2 separate regions of the Triticum aestivum genome follow, and region 2 is linked to region 1. A link is a contact called in public Hi-C data. All regions are on one chromosome and are shown on one strand. The core of a region is the stretch at or near the end of the contact, and the rest is flanking DNA. Distances in the headings are between cores, read along the strand shown.

Region 1 (6,577 bases), core at 2,126-4,625:
GTAACCCTTAGACAACTTGAGGGATGTTGATTTAAGTGGGAGTTCACTGCTAATTTGATTAACCGAACCCATTATCATGAACACAGTCTAAAGTCTTTGCAAATTTATGTTGTAGATCAATGGCTCGCATTGTAGCTTCCCTGAATTTTAATGCGTTCCTAGAGAAAGAAAAGTTGGAAGATGATGGAAGCAACTATACGAACTGGGTCCGTAATTTGAGTATTATCCTCACTGTTGCACAGAAAATTTACTTCCTTGATGCACTGTTATGTGAACTACCCGCTTCAAAAAATCTGGACGCTATGAATGTCTGGCAGACTAGAAGTAATGACTACACGATAGTTCAGTGCGCCATGCTTTACGGCTTAGAACTGGGGCTCCAAAGACTATCTGAGCACCAAGACGCATATGGATGTTCCAGGAGCTGAAATTGGTATTTCAGGCTCATGCCCGGGTTGATAGGTATGACACCTCTAACAAGTTCTTTAGTTGCAAGATGGAGGAGAACACCTCCATTAGCGAGCACGTACTCAAGATGTGTGGGTACTACAACTATTTGAATCAGTTGGGAGTTAATGTTTCGGGTGAAGTAGCGATTAATAGAGTTCTCCCGTCACTGCCACCAAGCTACAAAGACTTTGTGATGAACAATAACATGCAAGGGATGAAGAAGACGATTCCAGAGCTCTTCGCAATACTTAAGGTCATGGAGATAGAAACTCAGTTTATAAGATTTTCTTGTGCACCTTTACTTTTTCTCATTGTATTAGACATGTTTGAATTGTTACCAAATTGATTCTCAAACATGTGATTACTAGACAGTGCATCTTGTCCTTATGTATAAAAATGGTCGAGGCTAATAGACTATTACATTGTCGGTTTCATGCATGTCAAGCATTCTTTCACGCATATAAAGCATGCGGGCTATATACCTACAACCTTAGCATGCCAACAAATAAAAAAAATGTCTATTACAATTCGTTACACATCATGATAACAAACTTGTTTGCGACCTCGGTTAAGCAGTGCTTGTTTATTAACTATAATTGGTTACGATGAGATTGAAAAGGACTTATGATTAGAGATGATATAAGCATATGTTATCCTACATATATATGATTTATAAATTCCTACAAAAGTATAGCACTCGTGCTTGATGGCTAAATGTACAAAAAATTAATTTCCTTCAATTCGCATACATATGTATTTTCTCATGTCTTCTATAGCAATTAGGTTTTCAAATTTATTTCTTTAACACTGGTCCCTTCATCTAATTGACATGCTTACATGGTTCCTTTTTATGTAAATGACGTCGAGTCCTCACTGTTAAGGAACTCCTATTCTATTTCTATTTTATAGTTCTACTTATCAATTGAAGTTTTAGCTGCCACCTATTAGTCATGTTTCCACATGGATGTGAAGATAAATGTTATGCTAAATTCATCTATTGGCATGCTTTTATTTTCACAACGCACCACACCTTGATGATTTCTTTCATTATCTGGAAGATTTTTTTCATTTGACATGGAATCACATCCTGTTGATTTCTTTCATTATTTTATCATGGCAGTCAAGTATTACATGGAATAGATTTTCAACACACACTTTTCGATGTAATTTTTATGTCAATTATGCATTTGACATGCTTCAATACTGGTTTAGAAGATGAGCCATGTAAGACTACAAGAATGGAACATGACTTCAAGACCCACGAGCTGAAGTAGCCCTTTGGCAAGCAATGTAAGGCTAAGAGAATGGAACATGATTTCAAGGCCCACAAGCCGAAGTAGCCCTCGGTGTGATCCCGAACGGATGGCCAGAAATCCACATCGTGAAGGCGTTTTGATATACCAGTAAATGTTTATGCAATCATTCGTTAAATATTTTTCATTATCTAACAATGTATTTAACAAATTCCAAATTTATGGCATCAAGACGGCAGCCAGAAAGCACCAACCCGGTAGCAGCACACCATAGAGGATGTAGTATAGCACCACACCCACATGTATTTTCCTGGTGTTGTTTTTTGACTTTTTTTACCCATGGAATGGATTTAACATTTTATATGCAAACTGAATAAGGGTATATCATGGTAAATATTTAGAATTTTTCTATGCAGTGTGCGGCTCTTGGCTAGTTGTAAATTAACTTTTTTTTGTTAGGGCATGAACTACGGTGGCATATAGATACAACCGCCCCACGAGAAAAAGTAGCTTCAAACAACTATATTGATTTTTTCCTCCCCAATGCAAGCGTCACTAGTGGGCCTCATCAAAAATAAGAAATAAAAACTTCCGTAAACATGCAAGACATGCATCTCTACTCACCACTTGAAGAGCCAGTTCTTTTGACAACTTTAAAAATAAGCCGTCTCTTTCCCAGCTTATCCCATAAGCTGCTTCTTCTATTCATCGACTCTCTAAACTATTTAGGGCATATACAATGGTGACATATGTATACAGATGCCCCATGACAAAAAGGTAGCTTGAGGCATTTATATTAATTTTTTTCTCCTCAACGCAAGCTACTACCAATGAGCCTTATAAAAAAATAGACTTTCATTGCACATGCATTTTTACTCTCCACTTCAACTTTTTCAACTTTATGCACTGGATCATACTTTTTCTTCTGAACTATCCGCCTCCTGCAGAGGATCCCGCTTCTTCATCCAAACCTACCTTTTCTAACATCTGATCCTACATGGCGTGCGGGCATCACGCTGGATCTATGCATTGGATATGTCTTTATGGGATAACTAATTTAGAAGTCTCAACAAATTTAAGGAGCGGTTTATTTTTTAAACTGGGGAGAGACAACTTATTTTTTAAGCTGCCCAAAAGTACTGGTCTCATTTTTTTCAACTTTTCGCACTGGATCACACTTTCTCTCCTCGAGTACCCACTCTTGACATTCGATCGTACGTGGCCTGCGGCAGCACACTAGGGCTATGCATTGTCCATTTCCATGTCCTGATGTAGCTTGGTTCTGAACTTTAGATTGGTTAAAGCCGTTCTTCAGAGATGATGTTTAAGTTACCAGCGTTACCAGCTTTTACAAGATACAGTCATGATCAATTGGCCACATATTTATGAAAATTCATACCATTATTTATCATTCTGTTGTTAAAATAGAATAGGTAAAAGTTCCTCAATTGCACGTACACAGAAGTTCCTCAATTGCACGTACACACAAACTAGTTGGGACACGAAGGTAAATTCAGCTGGGTACGACCGAGAGAGCGACCGGTCAAGCGTGGGCGCACCACCGGCCGGCACGATGGATCGCCGTCGACATCCATCCACATGTGACACAACCGCTGATGCATGCATCTGCGACAACCACTCCCAAAGCCCCTATCGTGCCTGCCGCGCCCACACGATGGTCGACATCGGATAGCATCGTACGTGCCAGGAGGACACTGGTGTAGCCGTGTGGGGCGATGAGGATCGGGGCTCTGCGGCCCTTCTTTCGCCCGGCACACCACGTTCTCTCCCGCGGTACGGCCGTGTGGGCAGTCTTTGCTTATCCAATCTTCTCTTCATCTCGCTCCCTGCCTTAATTAAATCTGAGACCCCGCGTGCGTTCCTACGTTACGCCCACGTTTTCCCTTCGTGGTTTGGCTGGATCGTACGCAGGCACGCACGGTGCCAAACCGTCCAGGAGCTAGTGCCGTTCTTAGGCCTTGTACAATGAAAGTAGGAGAAGTGTTTATAAAAATAAACCAGATTTTTTTAAAGCATTGATGCTTATTTGTACAGGATAGACGCTTAATTAAACGTTTTTTTTTTGTAGAAATAGACACCGGTACTTCAAAAAATCCCGATTTATTTTTCTAAGCATTCCTCTAAGCATTTTTCATTGTACAAGACCTTAGCAGTCTTCGTGTGCTGCTACTGCTGGTCGTGATAATGTTTCTTGTCACGTGCGTTACGTCAATCCTGTGGTGATGGTATTTGCCACTTCCGGGAACGCCCACAACATGAGAAGAGTTGTGGGATTGTCACAAGTACTTTGCACCGTATCCAGACCATTTTTGTAGACCCCAGTTGTTCCTATCTTTTTTGTGTGTCCGCTTGATTGCAGTTCCCTCCATTGGCTGCCACGTTTTAGTGTGTCACTTCTGTTTTATTTGCTTCAGACAGCAGACCTGTGGGGATTGGTATCTTTTTACATGACTTCGTGAAACTTAATCCACGCACTGATCCCTTCGAAATCTGACCCCTGAATCAGCAAAAACTGCCACATAAAGTCAATCCTGTAAATTCCTATAAAAACCAGTATGTGCACCATTGTTGCTGAATCAATCTTGGCACTTTTGAGCGTGTTTTGGCGCTTCTAAGTGCATGTACAATGGGGGTGCTGCCTCATGTATCCAGCTAGATGAAAACAAATGAAACTATAGGTAACAATTTCTGAAGCCATCACAGCACGACATCACGGTGAATGACGAATCTGTCCCAACTTTGCTTTTTCCTTCTACTTTTTCCTTTCTCTTCCTTTTTCCCATGGAGAACCGGCCTCCTCTGCAAGCAATGTATGTCACCTGCAAGCAGCGGTACGCCTGCTACCATGGCGTCCGAGCCTAGTTGGCTCTTGGGGCTACAGGTACGAGGCGACGCCATGACCATGCCTTAAGGGTGATTCAACGCCTATCTCTTTGGCTTGTCCTACATATGCTGTTTTTTTAACATAGTACACACTCAGTCACTCATGCATACACATATACTCATTTCTATAAACGCACGCACACACACCTTATTCATAGGAGCACCACAGAGGGGCTAAGACGACATATCATTTTAAGATTGACGAAGTTGTCACAGACGTCTTCATAGTCGATGGGGACACATCTTTCCATTGAACGCACATCGCCGGAAAACTAGAAATAAATCTAGAAAAATGCAAGCACGATTGTCAAGTCTGGAACTTGAACTCTGGTGGGCACAGGATATCACTATCCTCCTAACCATCCAATCACAAAATGGTTCACTCATACATACATTGTTAGTTTGGATGTTAACGGACCATACAACTGACGTCGTGGTATCTCTTCTTTTCTCTCCTACCTAAAACGAACGGAAGGTTCTATCGTTCACTTCATCTTTCGTCGAACGTTCTCCCTCTCTCCCTTGTCTTTTATTAACTTGCCAAATAAAATTATGTTTTTTTGGCAAGACAATATGTTCTTACCAACTAAAATAATAAAATTAGTTTAGGTAGGTAATCATGGGCTTGATTTGCTTTTTTAGAAACATGAGCATGATTTGCTTAACTATTATTTAAACAATCACATTAATATGAAAGGTAATCATGAGCTAACATACAATAGAATATTTACACCCGTTACAATGCACGGGCAATTATCTAGTACGATGTAAATAGGTAAATATTCTGAACCGGCTAACCGGCCTATCCACGCGTCGGCTTCCTCGCGCATGCTCCTTCCGCACGCGCACGTCACCACGCCAGCTCACCCGGCACGACATGTGCGCACGTGGGCTCCACTCGAGAGGTGTCTCCGTGTCTTGTCTTTTCTCTCTCTCCTCATTCGCCATCTCAAAATGTGAGCTTCTCTTCTCTCTCGCCTTTCTCTTCCCTCTCCTCGAGATGGGGGCGGGGGCGCTTGTAGCCGTCCGCCGTCGCTAGTCATTGATTTATTGCGAGGTTGTTTCCCCTCCTCTGCATCCAGATCGGGGAAGGGATGCTAGTACCAACCATCACCCGCAGACAACGCCGCTACCGCCGGTGACCCCTGATGCTAGAAGGGATCGGTGACCTCAACTGCTACAAGAGCAGACGAAGGATGTGACGCCCCCGATTCAATCGTACACTAATCATACATGCAAACGTGTACGATCAAGATCAAGGATTCACTGGAAGATATCACAACACAACTCTAAAATTAAATAAGTCATACAAGCATCATAATACAAGCCAGGGGCCTCGAGGGCTTGAATACAAGTGCTCGATCATAGATGAGTCAGCGGAAGCAACAATATTTGAGTATAGACATAAGTTAAACAAATTGCCATAAGATGGCTAACACAAACTGGAATACACATCGAAAGAAGAGCAAGCCTCTTGCCTAGGATCCTCCTAAACTACTCCTGGTCATCGGCGGCGGCCTGCACGTAGTAGTAGGCACCTCCGGTGTAGTAGGAGTCGTCGTCGGTGGCGTCTGGCTCCTGGGCTCCAACATCTGGTTGCAACAACTGGGTATAGAAAGGGGAAAAGGGGGAGCAAAGCAATCATGAGTACTCATCCAAAGTACTCGCAAGCAAGGATCTACACTACATATGCATTGGTATCAATGAAATGGGTAGTGTCTGTGGACTAAACTTCAGAATGCCAGAATTAAGTGGGGGATAGCTAGTCATATCAAAGACTTCGCTTCTGGTAGCCTCCATCTTGAAGCATATAGAAGAGAGTACCTGGTAAGTTAACCAAGTATCATCGTATAGCATAATCCTACCTGGCGATCCTCTCCTCGTCGCCCTGTGAGAGAGCAATCACCGGGTTGTATCTGGAACTTTAAAGGGTGTGTTTTATTAAGTATCCGGTTCTAGTTCTCATAAGG
Region 2 (6,577 bases), core at 1,466-3,965, 140 kb before region 1:
TCGAAGTTGCTCACATACACGAGCATATATTCGCCCCTATCCCTATAAACACACATACGCACATCCTATCCCTATGAGCACCTTCAAGAGGCTGAGCCAGCATAACATCTTGATCTTCTATGAAGTCACCATACGCGCCTCGCTGTCGGTGGAACGTCTTCTCCCACTGAACAAATATCGCCGGAAGCCTGGAATAAATCCAGGAATAATACGAGCACCAATGTCAAGTTTATGACTTGAACCCTGGTGGGATGGGGATATCATTGTTCTCTTAACCATCTAGCCATAGGTTGGTTCGTAGTGTCCAAACTTATTGAAAGTAAAACTAGAAAAGATGCACAAACTGAGGACAAAACATAACATAAAAATAAAAAATGATTTCCATCAAGCAAATAAATACATATGCTCAAATGAAGCTAGTGCTTCCTTCACAAAAAACATGTAAACTAGTAAGCAAGAGTTGAAACACAAGGATATCAAAAAGTTGAATAACATGTGAAGGAGCAACACACTATAATTATAACTGAAAAGTCACACAGGAGAACTCCCAAGTTTCCCTTCTTTTTTAATGTGCTACAAGATGAAGAAGTGTAACTTGACATGTATCCCTTCTCTTATCTGTATTATCATTAGATATATGAATTAGTTTACAAGTGAGAATGAAAAATTTAAGGCAAGGGACAATGAAACAAGTTGAAACATGAAGGCAACTCTAATATCTATTAATCAAAGACGTACCAGACCAGGATTTGGCCAAAGCTAAACAAAAAAAATGTAATTCAAATTGGTTCTTATTGAGTTCGATTTGCAATCTAGCATGCAACTAAGCATTGTCTGCTCTTGACCATAAAAAGAGGTAAAGCTTAGCACCAACATGCTTAACTATCAATCTAACTACCCCGACTACATAATTTCTTATCCTATCTTCAACCTGCCCAAAAGGACAATAGAAAACCACCTTGAGCTAGCACATCCGAATATGCACACAACCATGCATCATACATGCCCGATGCATCCACACAACCTCCTCCTCCATCTTCTCCTCCAACTGGTGCCATTGCTCATCATGCCTGCATACACATCGAACTGCTCCTTGTCATGTAACATTTGCATCAACACTATGATTGTCGATGCCTATGCCAAGCCCAACCTCGTCACCCATGTATGCAGCATGTTAGCCATGAACGACCGTTGTTGCACTCACCCTTACCTATTCGCAGTGCCTCTAATAAATTTGGAGCCGCGTGCGTCCTTACCCATCATGATACACTCTACTTCAATGACAGATATATGAGAAAAGATATACGGGAAGGACCCAATGTGAGACGGAAGTGAGAGGAAAGAGTGCTTACGGTCGCGACCACCGCCTATACAGTACTCTCGTTTGGCTGTTGCCACCAGGAAAGAAAATTCAAAGAGGACAAAGCCAGAGCACACATAATCGGATGATGCTGGATTGGCCTCGACGGACACTTCCTCGTCCGGCGGCTCCGTCTATCGCTCCTTTGCCTCCACAGGGTCCACCCCCTCCTTCCTCTCTCTCTCGAGCCAAATTGCTATAAACCCGAGTTTTAAGTTCAAGTCCTGGACGCCTTATTTAGGAGAGGAGTTAGGGAAGACGGTCAGGAATGCAGAGTCTAATTCCGATTCTCCACCTTCAGAACCGTCTCCTGCTACGGGGTGGCGGAGATGGCACTTCGAGCAGTAGCGCAGGAAAGAGAGAGGATGACTAAGGCTCACAAGAGCATGCATTTTTTTCCAGAATTTTTACTGAGGGTTTTCTTTAGTTTTTAGCGTGCAATTCATGTGCGGGGAAGGGGGGCAGTAATGGGGGAGATGAAACAGAAAAAATGCCTCATTTGATACATATGATAGGAATACCATGGGAGTAGAAAAATAGTGTGATAACATGCATCTCACTTCCTATAAAAAAGAAAAATATTATTGAGTCATGTGATACCAATTTCTTTATTGGGTCTAGGCTAATATATTTTTCCTTTGATATGCGAATGATTGCTTCCTATCCTAGGAATCCATTCCCATGAATCAAAGGGTTCAAAGGAATTTTCCTACAAAATTCATATCCTTCTGAATCCCTGCAAAATTTATGCGAACAAAAGAAGAAGGCCTAACGGTTGACGGTAAAGATAACCAATTCCATCCAAGACCAGAAGTTGTACTGGTATAAGCAACCAATTCTATCACATGTCATCACATTTCCCATTCACTTACACATCATCAGATTAAAAAAAAAACTCATGTCATGACAATTGTTAATAAACAAGTATGGAATATGATACACCAAACACTCTACCATTCCTTCCTACAGACCGAGCCGGTCTACAGGCCCGGCCCTGACCCAGCCCGCACAAAAACCACCGGGCCTTCGTGTGAGCTCAGTCGGACATGTCGTGCTCGTTCCAGCACAGCAGCATCGAGACACACCGCCGGAGGATGTACAGCCTCGTCCTCTGCTGCTTCAGAACAGCATGGCACCGGGACCGGAGCCCACCGATGCCACTGCCAGCGGCCTGTTTCCTCCGGCGCTGCAGCTGCGGTTGGGACCGCGTGCTGTCGTCGTTGGCCTCAGCCGGCGTTGAGAGGTGGTGGTACGCCGAGCAGACGGACACCGAAGCTGAAGCGGCCAGTTCCATGGATGCGATTTCGAAGGAGAAAACGAACTTGTCACGGGAGAACAACTGTAGTAGTAGAGCAGAGGATATAGCGTGGTGTGGCGAACCTGGAGAGGGGCCTGTGTTTTATATGGCCCGAGCCGAACCCACACGATTACGACGGCTCGTTATTGTAAGCCGACATTGATAGGTGTAATGACGGTTCTACCCCACCCTCGGTTTAGTTTCTCTAATCCGTCCAGCCCCCTAACCAACGGATTGAGAACACTAGACGGACTTGTTTGTTCTTCTTGGTGTTGTTTAAGTATGATTTATAAACTCAAAAAAGTATGATTATATTACTTGTGACATAGTACATCTTTTGTTTCTTCTCATCACTAATTTATGGATGCTTCTGTCAGTTGGAATTTATGATTCTATTACATTACTGCAATGATTTGGAGACGTTTGTCTGCACTCGGCACTAATATGTCTGTAGTACAGATGATTATTGATTAGTGCGCTAGCTAATGGTGACGTTCGGCTAGCTCAAGTACGTGGATAGAGTAGAAAAACAGGGTGCCTGACTCGGATCTGATGCAGGGTCATGCATATTGAAAGAAAAATATGGTCACATCACCAATCACCACTTAAGTTGAAAACATGATGCTGTTGCGGCGTATGATCTACAGCCTGGAGGTGATTAAAATAGAAAAAGATTTGGAACACATAGGCGCTCTGTCCCTCAATTATGGGTGCTGTGAAGGTGGTCTTAATCAAAAGTAAGCAATGGTACTATTACATGTTTTTTTTTTGTTAATAATAGGCTGGATTTATGATTCTTTTTAGCTCTGTTTCATTTTGTTGTTTTATCAGACCATGGATTTGTTGGCTGTGTGCATCTGATTATGCAGAGGCTGGACGTTTTTTTGATGCGACTGTATCATCTTGATAACTCAATTCAATGAAATGCCCTTTATTGAAAAATGTAACTCTTGCATGTGTCGCAGGAGGTAGCAGGAATTTAGTCTCTTGTAGGAGTATCTCGCTCCTGATTTGTGTTTGCTACTACTCCTCCGCCCCAAAAAACTTTTCTTAGAGATATAGATGTATTTAGATACGTTTTAGTGTCAGATACATCCATCTTGATAAATTTAAGATAAACTTTTTAAGGCGAAGGTAGTATATAGTTTGAGCATTGCTATATGTACAATGAGTTTTTGTACAGACAGTCGTACGGCACTACTCCATCACCTTGGATTGAATGGCCAGATTATGATTGATGCAGGATTTATTTTTTATTTTTTTAGAAATGAAGGACCCCGGCCTCTGCATCTAGACGATGCATGCAGCCGCTTTATTAATTATTCACACAAGATTTTTACAAAGTCATACAATAGTAAGACTGAAGCCACCGTCTAGGCAACAAAAGTGTCGCTACTCATATCCAAATGATGAAGGGATGTTGATAGTCTGGACCTAGTACCAAACAGACCTTGCAGCCAAACCTAACATCTAAGACCTGAGATCCCAACCAGGACGCCTGCCGGGTATGGGGCACTCACCAGTCCGGCGCACTCCTCAACCAGGACGCCTGCCGGGTATGAGGCTGCCGCAGCTACCTGCCACCAATCCATCATCAGTGATGTACTGTTGCATCTACCTTGCTCGGCCTACCTGTCGTCGACGCCACCACGATGCCTGACAACGCCACCATCCTACGCGAGTCCATCTTCGCTCATCGGGCGCCGAGTCTCCACTGCGCCAAGCGGCCGAGATCCGCCACTATAAATGGGCAAGATGAAACATCGTCCTTCCTCTTGTCCCCTCCAGCCAACACTTGCTCCAAAACAATGCCCTCAGGAGGGAGAACGACACCGAAAGCGTCGTCATCGTCCGATCCGGTAGACCCAGATCTAGGGTTTCCCTAGGAACATCCGGATCAGGTTGACGTGACCTGCAACGACGACGCCTCGAGAAGGGAACGACATCCGAGACACCGCCATCGTCCGCTAAGACCGCAGTTAGGCGCAATTTTCACCGGAAACCACGTAGTCCCAATCTCTCTCGGCTGGCTGGAACAGAGCGAAGCCTCACCACGAAGACGTACACCGCCGTTGGTACTCCGGCGGAGATTCGTCATCTCCTTATCGATCCCTCCACGCGCCGCCGGTCGGCGCAAGGCCACCCCGCGGCGGATCCGATCGGGACGTTGGATCCGCAGCCACTGCCGTCATCATCTTCGCACAGATCAGCCAACCCCGCCAGATGGGGCGCTGCCACCGCCGCCGTCCATCTCAGGGCCGCCGCTCCGCCGACCATGGAACTGCGACGACTACCGCGTGGCATAGGGTCGCCGCCCTCGGACTTCCATGAGAGGTGCCGCCCGTGCCGCCTCAGATGGAATCCTGCAGCCTCCGCCCGCCCAGGTGCCTTCGTCGCCGGGCCCGCCGCCACCGCGGCCCATGCCAGCGGCAGCGGCAGCAAGAGGAGGCGCGAGGGGTGGCCTACGGCGCTAGGGTTGGGGGGCCCCTGGCGTCGCCCAAGGGAGGCGACGCGAGGGGAGGGGATGCACACAGGATTGTAGTATTGTACAGAGTTCATACTGGAAATGTATGATGCAGAGCAATATTAATATAGTTTAGGCAGCTGAATGATCTTCTTGGTGTAAATATCCTTAATTAGAAACCCTTATTTTCTACACTATGAGAACAACATCATTGTTTGAGTCCATGCGAGTATTTCTTTTCTAGAACGGATGTTCATTCTTCCTCGCAAAGTAGGAAAAATAAAATATGAGTATTGTTTTTATATAATTTATTTTAAAGAATAGGCATATGTTCGACTTTATAGATAAACTCATGTTGGCAACGTCAAACAACATTCAAATGATAGTACATAACCAAGTTTTTAAAAGGTACACACAAGCTCACGACAGGATCCCCGGGTAGGCCCATGACAAGGATTTAGCCCAGCTAGGCCCACAATCCTAGTCTTCATGAGGAGAATCACTCGGTTGGGTCTGCCTTGATAAAGTCCATTAGCTGAACACCATAAAGCCCATCCGACTAAATAACGTCCATCTGAGTGGACCAAGACATGGTCAATCAAGACGGACGTTACCCGCGACACCATTAAGATGATTCTTGTGATGACCTGATAATGACACGAGTAACTACCATCATTATGATCGTTATTACTCCCATCATTATGATCGTTATTACATCACGACTCATAATAGCTCATGTAACTCCACCTTCTAACCGTATATATGGTGAGAAGGGCGTGAAACCTAGACAAGTTCACTCAAGTCTATAGGTTGGACAAATCCTTTTTGATCACTCGGCTCACACAAGAGGGAAAACATCCAGGCAGGAGTAGGGTATTACCCCTAGAACAGGGGCCCAAACCTAAGTAAAACTTCAACTGTGTGAAATCCCATACCTAGATCTTCTAGGTGTGTCTTGGCTCAGTAAAATCCTTGAATCCTGAACATTATCATGAAATCCCCACGATAGTTGACGCCCATAGTGGACAAGCATGCGCTGGAGTGATGGTCCAGGCGGGATCATCTCCGGTCATCGGTGGCGGGCCTAGGGCCGAGCATTTTGTGTGTTTAGGCACACTACAATTCGACACTAGCCATGCGTCTTAGTATTCTTCCTCTACCGTACTTCCCATGATTGTTGCAACATTTAGTGGTAGCATGCACTTCGTTGTAAATTGCTCCAGAGTCATGTGCTTGTAGTTTTCCACTCCCTATCGGCAAGTGAACGTTTGTCTCGGGCATGCACCAGGATCTGTATCTCCAGCAGCCACTGGCAATGCTATTTCTCAGCTTGTCGGTATGGTCAACTCTGACTCTATTCTACTCTAGAGGTCTCGTTAGGAGCTCGCTCCAAATCCAACTGCCACCATGGAGGGAAGTTTCAGCTTCTTCCTTCTCGCACCGGTGCCGGGATTTT

Evidence for each region. Hi-C and Micro-C count contacts between places; a contact is called where the count stands out from the background.
Region 2: a Hi-C map of an unstated tissue shows a contact between it and region 1, with 6 times the contacts expected there. The contact joins the promoter of LOC123106975 here to the enhancer-like site in region 1. A contact is called at or near these places in 2 of 5 Hi-C or Micro-C datasets (leaf and an unstated tissue).

The regions. Positions count from the first base shown.
Region 1 is chr1A:130,610,324-130,616,900 of IWGSC CS RefSeq v2.1, reverse strand. No RefSeq gene overlaps it. Among protein-coding and RNA genes, the nearest start is that of LOC123106975, 140 kb to the left of the region's middle. Within about 2 kb of position 3,375, at least 6 of the 8 cell types and tissues checked have an H3K27ac peak or open chromatin away from gene starts, as enhancers often do. A contact at or near this core is called in leaf, where this site is marked.
Region 2 is chr1A:130,748,817-130,755,393 of IWGSC CS RefSeq v2.1, reverse strand. It overlaps LOC123106975 (small polypeptide DEVIL 8), which reads right to left and starts at 2,715. Exons shown (of 1, transcript XM_044529023.1): 1 at 2,186-2,715. The coding sequence starts at 2,654. The coding sequence ends at 2,397.